Regions from separate parts of the Sus scrofa genome. Here region 2 is linked to region 1. A link is a contact called in public Hi-C data. All regions are on one chromosome and are shown on one strand. Each heading gives the region's core, a stretch centred on a gene start, on an enhancer-like site or on the middle of the called end of the contact. The rest is flanking DNA. Distances are from core to core; before and after follow the strand shown. Region 1 overlaps COBL (protein cordon-bleu). Region 2 overlaps COBL (protein cordon-bleu).

The links. Hi-C and Micro-C count contacts between places; a contact is called where the count stands out from the background.
Region 2: a Hi-C map of skeletal muscle shows a contact between it and region 1, with 6 times the contacts expected there. The contact joins two enhancer-like sites. A contact is called at or near these places in 10 of 47 Hi-C or Micro-C datasets (fetal skeletal muscle, mesenteric adipose tissue, omental adipose tissue and 3 more) and 1 of 2 datasets of contacts at active chromatin or transcription factors (skeletal muscle).

The regions. Positions count from the first base shown.
Region 1 is chr9:136,963,251-136,970,904 of Sscrofa11.1, reverse strand. It overlaps COBL (protein cordon-bleu), which reads left to right. Exons shown (of 16, transcript XM_021063931.1): 4 at 1,998-2,226. Among named protein-coding and RNA genes, the nearest start is that of COBL, 88 kb to the left of the region's middle. Within about 2 kb of position 2,729, at least 12 of the 83 cell types and tissues checked have an H3K27ac peak or open chromatin away from gene starts, as enhancers often do. A contact at or near this core is called in skeletal muscle, where this site is marked.
Region 2 is chr9:137,034,067-137,041,720 of Sscrofa11.1, reverse strand. The region is part of intron 1 of COBL (protein cordon-bleu); the gene reads left to right. Among named protein-coding and RNA genes, the nearest start is that of COBL, 17 kb to the left of the region's middle. Within about 2 kb of position 5,045, at least 4 of the 83 cell types and tissues checked have an H3K27ac peak or open chromatin away from gene starts, as enhancers often do. A contact at or near this core is called in skeletal muscle, where this site is marked.

The DNA of each region.
Region 1 (7,654 bases), core at 1,480-3,979:
AAAGGCTATTTTATTCTTTCAGATAACTGGAATATCTGCTAAATTTCTCTGCTTTTAAAAATGGTAATTTGGCCAACAGTTCATGTTCTCCGGGCTTGGGCAGTTAATCACTTGTACTTGGGGCCAACTGTACTCTTGAGTTCTCCCTGGTTTTTCAAGTAAATCCATGTTCAAGGAAATGAAACCTTTTTTTAATATTCTGTGGCTTTTCTTGTCTTCCTGAGCCCCAGGGGCAGGTGAGCCCAGGGTTATACATGACCTCAGCTTGAGAAGCATGAAGAAGCTCCACGGTTTCCTCTTTCCTCCTGAAGTGCATCAAACCCTGGCCCTCAGGCTGGAAGGGAGTGGGATCCATCTCGGCCAGTTTTTTATTCAGTGCACGCTGTGTCCACTCCCAGGATCTTAAAACCATATGGGTGATCAGTTAAGACCAAACAGAAGCTGGCTGCGTGAAACTTCAGCATACCACACTTTTGTCTTTGTTTTTAGGGCCACACCTGTGGCATTGGAAGTTCCCGGCCTAAGGGTCAAATCAGAGCCGCAGTTGCCAGCCTACAGCACAGCCACGGCAACACTAGATCCCAGCTGCATCTGCGACCTATACCACAGGTTGTAGCAACGCTGGATCCTTAACCCGCTGAGTGAGGCCAGGGATCGAACCTGCATCCTCATGGAGACAACATCAGGTCCTTAACCTGCTGAGCCAAATGGGAACTTCTGTTACACTTTTTGTACCTGTAGACATTTACAATCAGCTTTAGTCTAATTGATTTACTTTCTGATTATTTTATGCCTATGATTTATAGGTCTAATATAGTTTTCTAGCTTAAAATACATATGTGTGGTGTATTTCTATGAATCTATGTGTAGCATATACACACTCTATGTATTTCTATAGATGTGAATATATTCAGGTGACTATTTTGGCTTCTTAAACAAAATTTTGATGTTTTATGGGGTTTTTTTCCTTTAAATTGGATTGTTCACGATAGTTTCACACTATTTTTCTTTAGAAAATGTTTTAAGCGCCTTGTGGTTAGTCTGTCCGGAATCCTTGAAAGACAGTCTATTCCTTGAGATCTGTCTTTCCTTTCCCCACATCGTTAGCCGGTTGTTCATTAGCAGAGGAGATTCGAGCGGAGCCCCCCACTGGCTCAGTGGGTTAAGAAGGACATAGCTGTGAAGGAACCAGGCAGGATGAGCCAGAAGGAACACAGCTGCAGCCAAACGCGTTGTTGACCTAGCCAGCAGCTTCAGCTGAAGCATCGCTTTGGTAGCTGCTCTAAGTCGCCTTGAAGACAACCTGGGCAGCTGAAGGAGGGCAGGAAGTTCAGTGCTCTCAGGGGATCACTGTCGGTTTGGTTGGGAAGGAGGACGAGAGGATGGCCAGGAGCAAGTCAGCCCGGCTCTGAGTCAGCAGTGCAGGTGGAAGACTTTGCAAATGCACGGAGAGCATGTGGGCTTTACCCATAAAACAATCAAAAAGCCACACACACACACACACACACACACACGTTTTCTGTATGTTTGAAACCTGCCGTCATAGTTTTTAAAAGGAGAAAATACTCCATTTTTTAAAGTCAGAGTCATCCACTGAATAGAATTAAGTGGGTCTTCACATCAAAGGCTGTTCATTACCGAGGTCGGGCCGTCCCCTGAAAAGTGATCTTTTTCTGGAGTTCCCTGGTGGCAGAGCAGTAAAGGATCTGGTGTTGTCCCTGCTGTGGCTCTGGTCGCTGCTGTGGCGTGAGCTCCGTGGCCGACCCAGGAACTTCCACATTCCGGCAGCATGGCCAAACAAACAAAACAAAATCCCTAAAGTACACACAGGGTCCCAGGCATTTATTTTTCCCAACTTAGTATGCCCTCTTCGCCCACGACCCACTGAATTTGGGAAGCAAGCCTGGACCCACACAGAGTCTGGCCCCGCTCCACCCTGGCATAAACACCGCTGTGGGCAGATGTGCTCACGGGGTCGTGCCCGCTGTGTTTTGCAGAAGACCGTGCGCCTGGTCGTCAACTACCTGCGCACGCAGAAGGCAGTGGTGCGCGTGAGCCCCGAGGTGCCTCTGCAGAACCTCCTGCCGCTCATCTGCGCCAAGTGCGACGTCAGCCCGGAGCACGTGGTGCTCCTCAGGGACAACGTGGCCGGCGAGGAGCTGGAGCTCTCCAAGTCCCTGAGCCAGCTGGGGATAAAGGAGCTCTACGCCTGGGACAACCAGCGAGGTGAGGCCCCCCCTACGTCCCCCGGGCCGCGGACGGCTGTGCGCGCATGCGCCGCCCAGCAGCCGGGCACGTGCCTGTGTCCCCGCATCTCGGATTCGGTGCAAAGCAGCGCGGGCGGGGGCGCAGAACCCCGAAGGGCAGGGGGCACGGCAGTGACTCCTCTTTCCCCCGGTGGTCCGCACGCCTCCGACCCCCCCTCTCCTGTGAGCGTCCACGAGACGCTTAAACGGGGGAGAAGTGCGAACACTGGGGCTCTCGCTCTGAAAGAACAGACACCGCCTGTGAACCGTATTGGCTTGGATTTCCTTTGCGGTCGCTATTAAACCCTCCCAAGTCTCGCACGTTGTTAGCCGTTGAAGCCAGCGGCACAAGTGGCTCCTCCCCAAATGTGCTTTCTCCTCCCGTGAGTTTGGCACCCGCCTGAGGTCGCCCAGTTAGACCCCCTGGCTTGAGAGGCAGCTTGAGGCCCATGCTGGCACCAAGACCACGCTGTATAAGCGGCTGTCCCCGGGTGACCCAGGCTATTTCAACAACTGTCCGACCAAAAATAAATGTCAGTGTTGCTTACTTTAGGATTATTAAGATGGACCTCACCAAATTGTCCATTTTAATGAGGTCACTCGATATCTGTTGCCTTTTTATTTATTCCACAAATATTGACCAGGTTGGGCTTTTAAAAATATTAGTGTTCAAGTTTTCATATGTTTCTTCAGCTTAAAAAAATTCCCATTTAAAAAAACCTCTGCATATTCTTATTACCATTTTGTGTGTGTGTATGCAATCGGTGATTTCAGAACCTGCCAGAGGTTCTGGACCCAGGTCTCACTGACATTCTAGAAAAGGCTTCAGCTCAGTCACATATAAGAACATAGACCATTTATTCCCTCAAAAAAAAAAAAAGTGTTCCCACATTTGAGAGTAGTGCACCTCACGTTTGACCCAGTATCTTTTTAAAACATGGACAGGATTATTCTCAGCACCTGCTTCAGGGGCCCGGGTGTCGTGTGTGTCGACTGGTTGTGGTGGCCCTGTTTAGATTTGGTTTCTGGGACTCTGGAAACAGAGCTTTCCTTTGGCAAGATAGGGAAAAAAGAGGGAAAGACAGGAAAGGAAAAACTGCCCCCATCTAGGCCTGTGAGGGGAAGAGACTCTGCAAGTATGTTTGTTACGTGCTAATCACTCGCTGTATCTTGAAACGTCGTTGTGCAACCTGTTAGCCGGGAAAGCCCTGTAGCAGCGCTAACAGCATCTCTCCGTTAAGGGAAACTCAACGAGGCCGGAGCTCCCTCTTCTCATCCTCCCCACCCCCCCAGCCCCCTCCTCGCTGCCTTGGGCACGCCCCCCCCCCGACCTGGCAGCCTCCCCCACAAAGGAGGGGCAACCCTGGTGTGATGGGGACCCGCTCTGCCGGGACCAGCATGCCTTCATCCGGCCCATCGTGCGCCGTGCGGGCTGTGACATCGCCGCCAAACGCCTCTGTCCCCTCCTCCTGACACTCAGACACTTGAGTGGAGAACATTTCTGTCCCCGTCCCTGAGGAGCCCTCCACGTTGTCGCTCCCGCTCACGCCCTGTCCCCGGCGCACAGGCGGTGGGGAGACGGGGACGCCCAGGCCGGAGGCGCGGAAGGCAGAGGCCCGGCGGCGGCAGCGTGAGACGCAGCGGGCTTTGCTGCCACCTGCCGCCGGGACGGCGCCTAGCAGCCCGGCCCGTGCAGGCCTCGAGGGGATGGGGCCGGGACGCGGGCCTTCGCGTGCTGGGCCCCCCAGGGAACCGCCCCACCCCCGCCCCCCGCGACCCCTGGCACAAGTTGACGCAGGGCTGGAGGCTTTGTGCCACCGCGGGTCGAGAAGCCCGTCGTCACTCTCTGTCGTCTGCCTTTTCCAGTTCTTCTGACCAAAACGCAATCGGAGCCCTCCCTGAGCTGCCGAGGTACCGTGAGCCCCGCGCTGTCCTGCCAGGCTGCCCTCTGCATGGCTCTGGGCTGCGGCCATGCACGGAGTGACCCCAGGGCATGTGGGGGTGGCACCTCCTGGGGGGGGATGTCTTGCCAGGCTGAAATGAGGTTGTGGTTTGATTCCCTGAACCTCTGGTTGGCTAAGCCAGGAATGTCCCTCGTGTGAAGATTTGCTGTGTGGCCCTGATGGGTGAGAAAGGAAGCGGGTTGCTGTGGAAAACAGGGCCTTTATGAACATAGAACTTGAGGGCAGCGGGGACGTGGTACATGCGGGAAAGGCGTCCTTTCCTTCCTGCTGCCTGCGCCGCCCTGTCCTGACCTGCCCCCAGCTCTGTCCCGCCTGCTGCAGGATTTGGGGACAGTGTGGATGGTGGTGAAATCTGACCTTTTATGTCATAAACAAGCATGTCAATGATCAGTCCAGATTTTGCTTTTATTTCTTATAAATTACATAATGCATACACATATGCATGCACATATTTACATAAGTATGTATGTTCACACATATATATTGGGATTTATATAAACCTTTGGGATCACACACACACGCGCGCAAGTGCACTCCAAGGGGGTCCTTGAACTCACACTGAGTGTTTGTATTTTACAGAAATTTCTGTCCATGTTTGTTAAAGTGTTTAAGAATAGACTTTGTTTCTAGAAAAAAAAAATAATGCAGGGGCGTAATCTCCAGAATATACAAACAGCTCATGCAGCTCAATATCCAAAAAACAAGCAACTCAATCAAAAAATGGGCAGAAGACCTAAAGAGACATTTTCCAAAGAAGACAGACAGCTGGCCAATAGGCACATGCAAAGATCCTCCATATTGCTAATTATTAGAGAAATGCAAACCAAAACGACACTGAAGCATCACCTCACCCCCGTCAGAATGGCCAGCATCAAAAAGTCTGCAAATAAGAAATTCTGGAGAGGACGTGGAGAAAAGGAAACCCTCCTACACTGTTGGCGGGAATGGAGGTTCCCTTACAAAAGTAAAAGCAGAGCTGTCATATGATGCAGCAGTCCCACTTCTGGGCACATAGCCAGAGAAAAAGCTGAATTCCAAAAGATAAATGCACCCTTATGTTCCTAGCAGCCCTGCTTACATTTGCCAAGACTTGGAAGCAACCTAACTGTCTATCACCAGACAAATGGAAACGATGCAGGATGTTTACACAATGAAAGGTCACTCGGCCGTCAAAAGAATGAGATCACGCCCTTTGCAACAACACGGAGGGACCTAGAGGATTTCATACGAAGTGCAGTCAGAGAGAGAAAGACAGATATCATAGGGCTTCACTTATATGTAGGATCTTAAAAATGATACAAATGAGCTTATTTACAAAACAGTAACAGCCTCACGGACAGAGAAAACAAACTTGATTACCAACGGGGATAGCAGAGGGGGAGGGGTAAATTGGTTTGGGATGAACACGTAGGCACTACGGTCTATGAAGAAGAGAACCAACACGGTCCTACGTATGGCACAGGAAACTCCACCCGTAACAGCAAAAGGATGAAAAAGTTTTACATAGAGACATACGCATGTGTGTCTGTGTATAACGGAGCCGCAGGGCTGTACACCTGAAACTAACACAACGTTGTCAATTAACTATACTTCGCTACGAAAAGAAGCAACATGAATGCATAGTTGTTTTGAGTGGAAACGTCAATATATATGATGGTTCTGAGTGATCTGACGTGGGGATACCGGCAGGCCGAGAGCAGCAGAGGAGGAGACTCACCACGGTGGTTCTTCTCTCACCGGGTGCCACGGCCCCATCCTGCGGACGCAGGCACTTGCAAACAGGCACAGCTCCGTGCGATGCAGACGCGGTTGCCCTCTTGCCTCGATGAGCTTGGTGACCGTGTTCGTGTCCCCGGCGGCTTGTCTGTTTCCTCTTCGGAAGCGTGGATGTGGGATGAGCTGGTCCTCTGGGGCAGGTCCAGCATCCTCCATCCCTTTGCACCTCTCAGCCCCTCTGTGTCACCTCCCAAATCATTCTGATGCTTCCAGTCTCTGCTTAAGGATGAAGCGCAACCTCTCCTAGACTTTTATTCATATTTAAGTCTTAGTAAATGAGCAGAAATGAAAACAAAGTAGACGCCACCCTCAATTTGTCATCTGTTTAGAACCGTGGAGTCCGGCTCCTGAGTCGTTTCTTGAGGCCTGGCTGTGCACCGGGCCGCTCGCTGCGTGGAGTCTTGCCTGATGGAAACGCTCAGGGAGCCAAGGGTTCTTGCTCTGCTTTCCAGGCCATCCTTCCGGGCGCCTGGTGGTCCCAAACCTCACAGGAGGCCCCACCCAGAGTGGCCAAAGCCTCACCTCTGAGGTCAGGCCAGCTTGGAGCTGGACAGCGCAGCTGAGGCTTCTGAGTCAGCGCAGAGCGGCTCTGAGCCAGGGCTGCCCCGAGCCTGAGTCCTGGGGGTGGTGACCAGCCACCGCCCCTGTTCAGGGAGAGAAACAAGACCCTGGATCTCTGGCCCAGTCTCTCGGTTTGTGTGGTTTGGTGTAACAGCCTGTGGCCAGAGATGTTGCTTCCTTGTTCACCGCCTCATCTCCCAGGCACCATCACATCCTGCACTTCCTACATCCGTGTCACAGGCAGTCAGTTCTAGAACCATCGGAAGTACAGGACACTGCGAGTGTGTGCTGCTGCCCGTGGGCGGCTTCCCTTTGTGGTACCGTGCGCTGGACACAGGCTCTGGCCTGGCAGAGGGTTTGGATGGGATTCACCACGAAGCCCACCTGCCGCATGTGTGGCGGGGTGCATGCATATGCCTCACCGCTACCGAGGGCCTCGGCTGGAGCCCCCGCATGAAACAGGGAGGCCTCGCCCTTGGGGCTAAAGCTGGAGCCTTTGCCACTGACAGCACGGGAGCTGAGTTTGCTTCGCTGGGAGGACAGCGTCAGTGTAAGTACAGGTCCGAAGGCACCGACGCCCGCGTCCGCCTGCTCTGACTGGAACAGGAGATGCTCCCTGATGCTTTCCTGGCTCGGGTGGGTATGTTGGTGGCGGAGTTTGTGAAATCGCCATCCGCTTTTGTCCACCAGTGGGTTGGCAGTCTGGCTCTCCAGCAGTGGGCAGTGGTGGGCAAAGCCATCTTTTGATCTTATAGCAGCGCCTACAGCTTTTCTCCTCTGGCCCCATCTGTGCGCCTTGGAAGAGGAGAAAGGGATAGACTGAGGACAGAGGTCTGGAGTGGCCTCTGGGGTGTCAGCAGGATGGTAGCCAGTGGTTGTGGTGGCACTGAGGGTGCACCACGGTCGTCTGAGTCATCCCCAGGTCTGCCCCTACCACGGTGCCCCCGGGCCTTTGCTCCACCAGCTCTCAGGCTCTCAAGTGTGGTCCCCGCTGCTTAGGCATCCTGAGAGGGCGGCCTGGACCCACCCCGAGTCTCCCAGTTAGGGCTCTGGGGGGGGGGGCAAGCTCCCAGGGATGCCATCCTGGAGACAGCAGACCTGGGCTGC
Region 2 (7,654 bases), core at 3,796-6,295, 68 kb before region 1:
CGGGGCGGGGCTGGGAGGAGTCTCTCACTTATCCAGGTGCGAACGCTGACTGCAGGGAGGGCTGCAGGGTGACTCAGCCTCCATCCTGAAGATGCTGGAATCAGGCAGGAGGCAGGGGGAGGGGAGGGCGGCTCAGGGCAAGGTCAGCTCTGCTCTGCCCGCTGCCCAGCACGGCGTCTGCTGACCAGGCGTGTTGAAAGCTCTGCCATGGGTCACTTCACTGCAGCCTTACAGCACCTGGAAGTGGGGCCACTCTTTGCCCATTTTAATGAGGCTGATGGCACAGGGAGGTCAGCCAGGTGACAGGTGAGCCCAGATCTGAACCCAGGGATGCAGGGCTGGGCCCTGCTCTTCACCCAGCAGAGTGCTCTTCAGATGTCTGGGGAAAGGTCTCTGTGAGCCCTGAAGAACATTCTAGATCTAAGAGGAAGATGTGGGGGAGGTTTTCTAGGAGGTGTGAGCCACAGGGGCGCAGTCAAGGACCAAGAAGAAGCAGGAGCTTTGGGAAAGCTGGAGCCGGGCAGGCTGAGCCCAGAGGGCTTCCCCAGGAGAAGGCAAGCACCATACCATCCTGGAGGCGGAGGCCCCAGCCCGAGCCCACACCACCCAGGGGGTGCCAATGGGATGCTGGGATTCAGGCCCAGCCCCACAAAGCACCCGCTGTTCCGTCTCACTCAGCATCAGGACCCAGTCGGTTGGGACCCTGGCAGCCAGGCGCGTCAGCCCTCTGTGCTTTGGTATCCAGGATTCTGAGTCCGAATGGAAGGCAAACATAAACACTTGTAATAATAAAGGGAGAAGACACGAGAAACTCTGTCCAGTCTCCTGGGATGGCCCCTGATGGCAGATGACATAGGAAGGGGATGTGTATCATGCATGACTGGGTCGCTCTGCTGTATAGCTGAAATTGGCATGACATTGTCCATCAACTAGACTTTAAAAAAGGTATGTTTTTTAAAAAAGGGAAGAAAGAAGCAAGGCCAGCAAATCAGACTGGGGGAGGCAGAGGTGCACAAGCTGTGTTTGCAGCAGGCCTGAGGCCAGTGCTACTTAGAGTGTGGTCCGTGGACCTGTCTATGCCGCCGAGATGGAATCTGGAAGCTCTCGTCGCAGTTGGGCGTTGCTGGGACGTCAGAGAAGTGGCCTGGCTGGACAGGGTATAGGCGCCTTTGCTCTGTGGACCTGGTGGGGAGCTGCCTGTGGCTTCTGGGGCAGTTTGTCTCCCTCAGCAGACCTGTACCTGATGCCAACTGAAAACCAAGCACATTATGTGTTTTTAAAAAATGATTGTAGCAGCTTTGTTTGCAACAGCTGCAAGTTAGACACAACAACAAAATGTGTATTAACAGGTGAGTGAATAAACTGCCATGAAATAGGACTCCCTGATGAAAACGGAGGAGCCGCCATGCAGCCGACAAAAGAAGTGAGTCTCGAGGTTGTTACACAGCGTGCAAGGAGCCAGACCCCAAATGAGCGCATGCTGATGGCTCCACTCACAAGCTTCTAGAAAATGCAGACTTACCTGTAGTGACAACGTCAGTAGTGGTTGCGAGGGGATGAGGCGGGAAGGGGTGACTTGGGAGAGAGTACAAGGGAAACTTTGTTTTCATTGTGGTGATGGATTTATGGGGACACATGTGTCAGAGCTTTCAAATTTTACACGGTGACTGCATGCAGTTTGCTGTATAGGACTTATAACTCCTAAAACTGTTTTTCAAAAGGGAGTTGAGGTGGTCAACCCGTTTTACGATTAAACCGCCACTTCCGATCCTGGGGACACTGTCATTTACGGAAAAGAATCATTGCCATCACTGTTTATACGGGGCTTATAGAATGCCGGGCCCTGTTCCAAATGCTTCTTGTGCATTTATTTAAGAATTGTGCTTTATTTGGCGGACTTTCTGAGGACTCGAGCCTGGAGGATGGCTCTGAGGGACGGCTCGGAAGAGGTGAGGAGGGGCCAGGATAGAGGGGAGCTTTTGCAACACAGACCAGGCAGCAGGAACATAGAAAGATGACTGCACTTTACAGCAAACTGGACACCTCAGGTGAAGGAATTTAGCACGTTTCTATGTTTGGGAAGATGCAACTTCTGGGCTCCCTGAAATCCTTCCTTGGATGTGCGTCCCGCCATCTGGGGCCAGGGTCCTGCTCTCTCCATCCTGAGTCCCCTTGGGGGGACCAAGTGGGGTGGGTCTGTGCTGGGATGGCTTCCATGGCGGCAGCATCCTTTGCTTGCTGGTAAAGCAGGCGGCATCTCTCCTCCCAGTGGGTACTGCTACTGTTCGGGGATGAGGGTACTAAACCCCAGAGAGGTCAACCCACCTGCTCAGGGTTCCAGACCCCAAGCGGGTGTCGGGAAGCAGTGCAGCGCCCCTCCCTGTGCACTTTCAGCGGTTGGTGTGTTCCTTCATTTTTGGAGCAGGACTGCCAGCCCCTACTCTCCCCACCCCATTGCCCCACCATCAGTAGGGCCCCGGCCCCCGTGCTGGTCCTCCCTGGACCCCTCCAGCTGGATCTGAGAGGTTCCAGGCATGCTGCTAACCTGGGCCTATGAGCGGCAGGTGTGTGTGTGGGGGGGTGGGCAGGGTTGTGATCTTAGGAAGGAAGGCAGACGGGAGAAGATAAGCCGAATCTGAATGTCTGCAGTCCCCTTTGATTTATGTCTTTCCTGTTCCCAGCAGTATCAGAGCTAGGGATTTGCAAACGTTTTTCTGGAACACGGTACTTTCTGAACTGCCAGTCCTGTCCCTCCCAAGCAGCCAGGCTCCTGGCTGAAGCAATCCTTTTTGAAGGCACCTGCCAAGTGATTCAGGGTCCAGTCCTGAATAAAGATTATCCATCCCTTCATCCATTCCATGGACCAACTGGTCCTTAAGTGAATTGTGTGAACAAAGATCTTGTTTCAAGCTTTCAAGGAGCTCAAGTTCTGTTTAGTCTCGAAGAACCACAGACACAGGGCACAATTTTGTTGCAAAATTTCTTCTTCAGAGGGCTTCCTGTGTACACATGGTTTAACCAAGTTGCTTTGGAAAAAGCCAGTTCCCCCTCCCCAGGTTGCTGGCAAAGCCCTCAGGCTGTACTCAGCACTGAGCTGGGAGTGATGGGCAACTTCAAAATGGTTATAAAGCTTATATAGCCTCTTCCCAAGCAGCCACCAAGAAACGAAAGGCTCTGTAAAACACTTGTGGGTCATTTATTTTGTTACTTTCCTGTGGAATAACTTGTCTGAAGAAGAAATGGTTGATCAACGAAGACAGGAGATGTTCAACCTGCGTGAAATGGTCCTTTAGTACAAAAGCAGTAACCAGGTAAAGACAGGATTCGTTTTTTATTTTTCCACCAAGCCTCTTTTTAAGCAAACATCTTCCTGCATCTTAGGACAAACTCTTGTTAACTGAAGAAAAATGTACAACCTAAACATTGTGAGCTAAATTTATTGGGGGGATCTTGCTGAGAAGTGTAACCCAGCCTATAGCCTCTCAGCTTCCAGGAACTGCTCCAAAGAGGTAAGGGAGGAACCAGGATATACAGGAGTTTTTGCTAGGGAAAAAAAAAAAACAAAAACAGGTAGACCTCAAACGATTACTGCTAATCACAAAAAACTTAGACATCTCAAGTTAAGGATCTTAGTGCTTTTTTAGGTATGGTGCGATGCAAGAGTCTGGGCTCATTGAAATTATTCTTTAGATTCTCATCTTAACTATCCAGGGCCAGTTATCTGGTTCTGCTCTGTGTCCTGAATCCCCTCAGGGTGTGCCATTGGGGCTCCAGCCGTGGTGGCAAATGGCCTGATCCCTGTGGAACTGGAGTGGCAGGTGGCATTCTTTGTTCCCTGGCATGCCAGACAAGGCTCCCCATCCACCCTCTGAATTAAAATCGTATGTTTGATCTACTCCGCATTCACGTTGTGTTATATTTCCTTCCATATTATGGATGTTTAAAAATGATCTATTTTTTACTAACATAGGATCATTTACAAATTTATTCATTTAATCAGCTGTGATTTTTTTTTTCTTTTTTGGCCGCACCTGCGGCATATGAAGTTCCTGGGCCAGGGATCAATTTGAGCCAGATCCTTAACCCACCCAGATCCTTAACACCTGATCCTTAACCCACTGTGCCACAGCGGGAACTCCATAATCAGCTACGATTTTTTTTAAGAATAATAATTAAAATTCACCCGTGTGCTGGCCTCTTGTATGTGGACGGTTTGTCCCTGACCTGACAAAGCCCAGTGTAGAAGAAAGAACAGATCTGTAAATGCATAATGATGACAAATGCTGTAAAAGGGTGGTCTGTAGGGACACCCAGAAAAGGAGCAATTAGTCCTGCTTGCAGGGCGGGGCGAGGATAAGTCAGGTTATTTTTGTGAAAGGCCTTCTCAGAAAATGGTTCTGCTGAAGCAGTTCTTAAATATCACGCCCCTTCCAGACGCCGCGGCCGCCAGCTGCTCCTGCGGGAGGAGCTGTAAATATCACAGCAAGCCTAGCTCCCGTAAATAGACACCTCGAGGTGTGTCCAATGGGGATTTTTCTGTTTCTCACGATCAAAAAGGAGAATAAAGAAGTGCAGACACCCGTGAGGCCGTCTGGACTGGACAGTTTGCAGAAAAGTGGACAGGACAGTTGAGGGGCTCCGGCTGTACTGCAGGTTCTCTGGGGGCAGGTCGTGGGCGCGGCCTCCCAGGGCCCCGCAGGGAGCAAGTGGCACCTCTCAGCTAAGAAGGAGCGCGGTCTGAGGACTCGGGGTGTGCAGGCGCCCTGTCCCCAGGATGTCACTTTGGCTTTGCCCGGAAGGCTCCTCAGGGATGTGGGGATGGGACAGGTGCTGTCTGCAAGCCCGGCACTCGCCAGGGTATTTCTTTGAGTTCCATTTACTCGGGAAGCCTTTGTTTTTAAGAAACAATTTGGATGATTTTAATTGAATACATGATAAAGGCAAATTTAATTCTCCAGCAACTGAGCACAGTCCGAGTTCAAGGATAGCGCCGGGTGTGCAGGAGAGACAGAATTAGGCACATACCGGGACTGGTAAGATCGGACACAGAAAGCTGGCAAACTTTATTCAGACCAGTTAGACTGAAGGTGGTTCTTGGCTGATGCAGAGCCTAGGCGCGTGGCTCCGGCTGGAGGCGCTGTCCTTCGGGTGCGGCCTGGCGCGAGGAGAAACAGGGCGGCTGGCCCGGTGCGGATGCGCTTGCACTCGCTCTCGCTGGCGGGCTGATTTGAAGCCGAGGTCCTTTTTCTGGACTGTATTCTTTTTCCTCTGTGCGTTTGGGAAGAGGTCCCGACGGCAAGCAGATTCAGGGACAAGCACCTGCGCGTCGTTGAAGCACGGGGTTGCACGACGTTGCGCATGTGTGTTTCCGCCAGGGAACCATCCCCGTCATCCACTTTCCGTCCCTTTCAAAAGTGTCCTCTCTCTTTGCCACTCACCGCCAATCTGCTTTCCGCCATGGGAGGCGAGTTGCGCCTGGTCTAGAATCTTCTCTGAGTGGCGCTGAGTAGTCTCTACTTTCTTCCCTCTAGTTCTTTCCCTCCGCGTAAAGGTTTTGGTGACCGTTTGGGTCAGGATGTGTCTGTAGTTCATTTTGTTCACAGGAGGGTCCCACTTACGAATTTACAACAGCTTGCATGTCCGTCCTGCGGTCGATGGACCTTTGGGTTGTTTCCAGGTTTGGGCCTCAAGCAGAAAGCAGCTGTGAGCGTGCGCTTGTGCCTCGGCGTGGACACCGATCCCTCGTCTCTTGGGCGGAATGGCTGGGTCGCATGGTCGGTGTACGGTTACCCGTTAAGAACCTCCCAGCTCTTTTGCAGGCCGAGGAACTGCCTTTCAGACCAGACACAGAGGCAAATTTCAGATGCCACGTCTGCCTTCAGGTTTCACCATGTTCTCGTGTGTGAAGCTTATTGAATTTTAAATGTAAATTATTTACCAGGGCCCTCAAATGTGTCTCGTAGCTTCAGGAGTTTGAATAACTGTCTTAACTTCGAGAAGTGGGACCCAGCCAGCCAGGAACTGTAGCCTGGGCTGCAGGGGGGCCTCCTGAATGTGCCCAGACCTGGGGCGTGAGGCGCCACTGCAAGGTCCAGGCCCTCTTCACTGGGGGGCCTTGCAGGCTGTGCACTAGCTGGCCCTGAGCGAGCCCCAGGGCCCCAGGAGGGAACTGAGAGAAACTTTCCTACCTTTCTGATTCGGCCGTTTTTTTAACATGATCATCATTCATTTTTAAATAGTCCCCACCGTAAAAAAAATTGAAAGAGATAATTTTGTCGTCATCGTCTTGGTCACGCCCGGGGCATGTGGACGTTCCCTGGCCAGGGAGCAAACCCAAGCCACAGCAGCGACCTGCGCCACAGCAGGGACACCACCAGATCCTTTACTGCTCTGCCACCAGGGAACTCCAGAAAAAGATAATCTTGGAAAAGATCACTTTTCAGGGGACGGCCCGACCTCGGTAATGAACAGCCTTTGATGTGAAGACCCACTTGATTCTATTCAGTGGATGACTCTGACTTTAAAAAATGGAGTATTTTCTCCTTTTAAAAACATGATGGCAGGTTTCAAACATACAGAAAACGTGTGTGTGTGTGTGTGTGTTGGCTTTTTGATTGTTTTATGGGTAAAGCCCACATGCTCTCAGTGCATTTGCAAAGTCTTCCACCTGCACTGCTGACTCAGAGCCGGGCTGACGTGCCCCTGGCCATCCTCTCGTCCTCCTTCCCAACCAAACCGACAGTGATCCCCTGAGAGCACTGAGCTTCCTGCCCTCCTTCAGCTGCCCAGCTTGTCTTCAAGGCGACTTAGAGCAGCTACCAAAGCGATGCTTCAGCTGAAGCTGCTGGCGGTCAACAACGCGTTTGGCTGCAGCCGCCTCTCTTCCCCGTCCCTTGTCTCTGTCCTCCTTTCTTCCGGCCTCTTCTTGTCACTCCAGCTCCCCGGTGAGTGTCAGGGTCTCCTCCTGGCAGCCGTCATCACAGGGCACAAGCTGTGCGCCACGTATGCAGGGGAGGGACCCAACCCAGCAGAGGCCCCGCAGCGTGATGAAGCATGCACTCCAGGGCGCGTGGGGGCGGCGGGATGTCCATGAGCGGGTGGCTGAACAAGGAGCCCGCGGACATCGTTGGGGTGGGGTGATTTTGTGTTTGGTGTTGTCATTTTAACCAGAACCACTGCAGCTCAGAGATGAGGGAGCCTGAGGTGGTGAGGGAGGAAGGGGGTCTGGTGACCAGGGTGTGACATCTGACCTGTCGCCTCTGAGTTTTGTAAAAGGCCATGCCCACCCTTCCACACCCCTCCCTCTGTGTCTGCATTTGAGGTGCACTGGCTGCTGGGCTGGGACAGGTCAGGGAGGCCGAGCACAGGCCATCTGGGACCACGCACGGGCTCCTCCGGCCGACCCCTGAGCTGGGCCCGCTCACGTCTCACGGCAGGGAGGGACCTCTGCCGTCATCCCGTCTGCTTTGCCTGTCACCTCAGAACCCAAGTTCCCCATCGATGAACAGTCGAGGAAAGGAGTTCCCGTTGCGGCTTAGCAGGTTAAGGACCTTGTGTTGTCTCCATGAGGATGCGGGTTCAATCCCTGGCCTCACTCGCTGGCTAAGGACCCAACATTGCCGCGAGCTGTGGTGTAGGTCTCGATGCAGCTTGG